Linked DNA regions of Rattus norvegicus: region 1 is linked to region 2. Evidence: chromatin contacts called from public Hi-C data. All regions are on one chromosome and are shown on one strand. The core of a region is the stretch at or near the end of the contact, and the rest is flanking DNA. Distances in the headings are between cores, read along the strand shown.

Region 1 (2,700 bases), core at 75-2,574, 150 kb after region 2:
CAGGTAAACTCTTTCAGCAACTGTTGGAAGTACAGCATGTACTTGTAAGATGATGTCCTTAGGAAACACAGTACCATTGCACAAGGCACATACGCCAGTGAAATCTTTAGAAAGAAAGTAACTAACCTAAACAACTATCCGTTTTAAAATAAAGAAAAAAAAAAGCCAGCAGGATGGCTCAAAGGGTAAAGACACTTGCCACCGAGTCTTTCTTTTCGTTTTTTTATTTTTATTTTATGGATATGGGTGTTTTACCTGGATGTCTGTCTATGTACCATGGGCATGCTGGTGTCTTCGAGAAGCAAGAAGAGAATGTCAGGTTCCCTGAATTTGGACTTACGGATGGATGGCCATACGCTGCCATGCAGGTGCTAGGAATCGAACCCCGTTCCTCTGGAAAGGCAGCCAGTGTTCTTAACCACTGACTCATTTCTCCAGCCCCAACTGCCAAGTCTTTGCATCTGAGTTTGTTCCAGGACCTATAGGATGGAAGGAGAAACTGACTCCTGTCTGTTAAGTTGTCCTTTGATCTCTACATGGGTGCTACGACCTGATTGCAAACTCACAAAAAGCAAAACCAAAAACCAAAAACAAACAAAAAAAAGCAATGCACCCCAAACCTTAGTAATATGTAAAATGAATAGACACCAATAAAATATTTTTTTATATATTTGAATGTATGTATGTGTTTATGCGTATGGTAACATGTTGGAGGGCAGAGTATGAATGTCCCTCGCTGAACCTGAAGCTCTCTAGTCACCTAGGCTGGCCGGCCAGCCAGCCCTATGCCGCCTCCTGGAGATCTGAACTCAGTTCCTCAGGCATGCTTAGCAGCCAACCGAACCATCTCCCTAGTCCCCTATGCCAGTACATTTTTAACGAGCAAAATTGCCTGGAGTGGTCAGAGAGTAGATTCTTTGAATAGCCTCTTCATATCAGAGTAGAAAACACAACAGTGAGAAACAACCTGGCGGAGAAGGTAAGGCTTCAAGAAGCCAGCTCGCTGGAGTGCCAATGCAAGCAGCTTAGGAGGCAGGCCCATGAACGGGGCATCCTGGACACTGTGTGTTGGGTCCCTTGGTGTTACTGAGGTCCTAGAGATGCAAGAGTTTTTACATCTCCATTAAGCCTGCGGCAAGGCTCACGGTTAAGGGGGGTGGGGAGGGTGGTTGTGCAAACTCAAACAAGGCTTTTAGGTTTTCAAGAGAGAAAAGCTGACAGAATTGCCTGTCATTCCCATCTCAAATATTTGCCATGCTCATCTGCAGAGTGACAGCAGTGATCTAAAATAAGGACAGAAATAAGAGTCGTCAGTAATCTGTGGCTCTTGCTTCGTAGCTTGCCTCTTGCACAGTTTGCAGCTCGACCCACGCATGAGTTCGGGGCTATAAAAAGCAATGGTGTTGAAATATTACAAATGACTTTGCCCACTTTCCACTTTCTTTTTAATTTTGTTCTCAAATATAATTTAGGCGTAGAGTTTGAATAGTTATGGATGTTTTCTAAGTCTCTCTTCTTTCATAGTCTTTACTTGGAAATGCTAAGCAAGTGCTCTACCCCTGCGTCACCCGTCAAGCCTTGCAAACAAGACAAGGTATTATCCATTCGTTCAAGTCAACAAATCAATGAGTACTTATTTCACGGCATGGTCTGAGCCTGCTACTATCTTTCTCACCTCCAATCCTCTGGAACTTCTGAGATAAGACTTTTAGTCTCCAGAAACTCAACTCTGCAAGGGAACTGTGAGCACAGGAAGTTTATTTAGGGAAAGCTTTTGGGAACAGCACTGATGGGGGCTGAAGACCAAGGTACAGTCAGAACAAGTGGAGGGAGGAACGGATGTGCTGTGCTGGATCAGGTTGCAGTGACGTTCTCCCTGGAGCACTCTGCTGATCCCAGATTTTGATCTTCAGAGCTTGTCCGTCTTGAGGCAAAGGAACGAGGGCATTTTTTTTTAAACACTCAGTGTATTCTATCAGTCATTGGATGCCAGATGGCCCTGGGAAAGGTGTGACTCTGGTCAAGGTTATCATATCAGCTGTCAACCTTCCTAGCAGACAGATACTGAGAAGGCTAGGCTGACTCCATGACAGGCTTCGGGAGACTAGACTTAAATCTCTAGTTCCAAGAACTGGGCAAGTCCAGGCAAGTCTAGACTTTAGAAGCTGCCCTGTCATCTGGCAAGGACAATGGGTCAGCAGCAGTTTCCAGACTTCCTCAGCAACAGTTTCCAGCCCCAAAACCCTGGTAATAGAATTTCTCTAGAGATGGGAGTAAGAAAAAGTTTACCTACCTCTGGAATCCCCTAATGTGCTTTAAATCAGGCCGGTGAGCTCACTTGGTTGTCTCTCTATCTTAGTAATGGGAGAACCCAGCGTGTTGGACTTCGGCAGAATAAAACCTCTTTGTGTTTACATACTATATGACTTTGGGGCATTAGTTGACTCATGAACACTTACAGTACATCAACATCGAAGTGGGGCTATCCTAGCAGCCCACTAGAGCAATCAGGGTAAGGATAAAAAATAATCTCACTATTACATGAGCAAATGGATGCTCTTAAGACTTTAATAATCCCTACCTCTGACAGCTACCAAATGGAGATAATCCCTGGTACCCAGGTAGATTGGTTTCCTGCTCTGAGGCACGGTTTTTGCCTTTGCTACTAACCAGATAAGTTATGCCCATTTCAGAAATGAC
Region 2 (2,700 bases), core at 98-2,597:
ATGGAGGCTCCACCAACAGGTGCAAAGAGCAAAGCTGAGCAGTGTAATGAATTTAAGGAAAGCGCCAAGCTCGTGCCAGGCACACAGTAGGTCCTTGGTAATGTATACTTGTATAACACGGTTGGGAGGAGCATGTGAATGGATGTCAACTCCAGCGTTTGCCCTGGCAGGTGAGTGTGAAGACTGCACAGCACTGCTGAGGAGTGATTCCTTCTCACGGCTGCCCTCCAGAGCAGCCTCTGATTGCCCCCTATCCAGTACAACAGGGAGTCAGTTTAAAGAGATTACATAACTCGTCCAAAGGACTAGGGACCCTGGATTTCCAGGCAAGCTCTCTGGAATGTCCTATAGGCCTAGAAATGTGGAAGGAGATGACCAAGAGACAAGAGACTAAGACTGGGAGCTCAAGGTTGGCTTGATCTGTTGTGTCCAGAAGCCTGGACTTGGGGAGATGATTGAGGAGACCAGTGGCTCTTGAGGCTGCCTGGCATGAGGGCAAACAAGCAAGTGCAAAGTGTCTTTGCCATGTCTCAAAGAATCCTGACAATGGATGCCCAAAGATAACATCACAGAGAGAGGGAGAGGAAGGGAGGGGCAGAGGAAGGGAGGGAGGGAGGGAGAAAGGGAGGAGAGGAAAAATCAGACCCCTAGGAGGTTGATAACGACTTAAGACTCAAACTGAGTCACCAACCAGAAAGCTAGCCTATTTCTAAGCAGTCTTGGAAGAACTCAGATCACAATGTCTTGCAACTGGTCCAGAAAGCCAAATACCCCCATAAAAAGTAGCTTCAAAAGGGACTGGAGAGATAGCTTAGTTAGTAAAGTGTTTGCTGTGCAAGCATGGAGACTCAAGAAGAGGGGTGTGGGGAGCTGGAGGCCCGAGGATCCCTGGGGCTTGCTGGTCACCAGTCTAGCAGATTTGGCAAACACCAGGCTAGTTAGAGATGTATCTTAAAAACAAGGATGAATGCTCATGAGGAATTACACCCATGCTAATTTTCTGCATACACACACACACACACACACACACACACACACACACACACACACAGAGCCTCGGACGGCCAGTTCTTGATTAATAACTGACAGGTTCCAAAGTTTTCATCCCTCAAAAAAAAAAAAAAAAGCCACACACACACACACACACACACACACACACACACACACACAACAAAAAAAACAAACAAAAAAAACAAAACTAAATGTATGTTCCAACCAATCACCACGGCAGGATGCTGGCTGGCATCTAGTGGGCCCACCTGCTGTCTCCCAAAGCTGACCGACTCTATTCAACCCCAGCCTTCTCCTCCCTCCTCCCCTACAATGAAGCCTTCCCACTTGACTTCCTTTGAGTTTCTGCCAGTGGCGGTGGCCCGGTTCCCTTGCTGTGTGTGACAGCTCTGAATGAGCTGCAGTTGCTTGAGGCTGCTTTTTGTCTCTACCCCCTTTTCTATAGACAAATGTTTGTTCATTAAAATAAGTAAATATCTCAATAGACGGGTTCCCAGAAAAGAGGTGAGGATCAAGTTGTGGGTTCTGGACAAGCTAAGGGGTTGAGAAGGTTGCTGCTGTTGCCCTGAATGCCTGGGTATAAAAGGTGCACATAATTCCTATAGCACGAGGAGAAAGGATCTTGAGTGAAGGGAATTGAAGGAGGGCATCTGGCCTGGCACAGGGAGAGAGTTGCTTTGTTTGGGAGTGTTTTTGAGTAAAGCGTCTACAGCCGCATTCATGATGCACATGAACGTATGAATAAATGCAAACAGTTAACAGCTAATTCCTGGTCCTGCCTGTTGCAAATCTTAAGTGTTCCGCCTGTCTGACATGTACTCAGACTTAGCCATCTGTCCCACACTTGAATTTAATCAGAGACAATGAATTTCAAAGCTCTTACCATTTGTCAGACATTGGAAAACTCTAGGTTCAAGACCTAACTTTTAGAGGAGGGGAGGATCGCACACTGCGGTGTGACTGACTCAAAAGCAGTTCTGCTAAGTAAATGATAAATCTACCATAAATCTACCATAGCCACGTCCAGCTCTGCTCACAGCCGGGCTTGCTTTGTGAGTCTTGAGAAACCAAAGGAGACAGAGTTTCTGTCTAGCTCTTTAGTCCGGTTTCCTTGGCAACCATAACCGTTATCTGGGCAAAGATGGGTGGCTGCGGTTGGGGAGAGGCTGTTGGAATTTCAGCAAGTCTTTTACCAATCCTCTGCTGTGTTAACAGATCACTTGTTCTACCCCTAAGTTGTTTTACAACTACTCGTGAGGGGGTGTTGGGAGGTGGACTGGCTAGCTGAGACCTGCCCCTCCCATGCCCGGGAGCTGGGCTAATACTGTGACCACAAAGGTGAGTGCAGGCTCTTAGTAGACATGACCAAATAAAGTGCCAAGAACAGTATCTACTCCTTCTGAGACTGCCCCGGATGCATGGAAAGCTTTAAATATCCTGCCCATTACCCACTCTGGCGAAGGGAACCAATTTGAGAGAACTTAGGAATTTTGAAATAATTGATATATTTGAAGGGTAGAGAAAGAGCAGAAGAAAGCTTGGGAGTATGTGTTTGTGGGTGGTAGTCTGCGTGAGAGCCTTTTCTGGTGTTTCCTGAGAGTCTATCTAATCAAAAGACAGAGGAGAGTCAACCAGCACCCTCGTTCAAAATGGAAATTAGCTATGCTGTTGACGAGGTCTACTAGTCGA

Evidence for each region. Hi-C and Micro-C count contacts between places; a contact is called where the count stands out from the background.
Region 1: a Hi-C map of frontal cortex shows a contact between it and region 2, with 2.6 times the contacts expected there. The contact joins two enhancer-like sites. A contact is called at or near these places in 2 of 12 Hi-C or Micro-C datasets (frontal cortex and hepatocytes).

What each region holds. Positions count from the first base shown.
Region 1 is chr2:30,449,032-30,451,731 of GRCr8, forward strand. No RefSeq gene overlaps it. Among named protein-coding and RNA genes, the nearest start is that of Enc1, 170 kb to the left of the region's middle. Within about 2 kb of position 1,325, at least 8 of the 93 cell types and tissues checked have an H3K27ac peak or open chromatin away from gene starts, as enhancers often do.
Region 2 is chr2:30,299,319-30,302,018 of GRCr8, forward strand. No RefSeq gene overlaps it. Among named protein-coding and RNA genes, the nearest start is that of Enc1, 15 kb to the left of the region's middle. Within about 2 kb of position 1,348, at least 9 of the 93 cell types and tissues checked have an H3K27ac peak or open chromatin away from gene starts, as enhancers often do.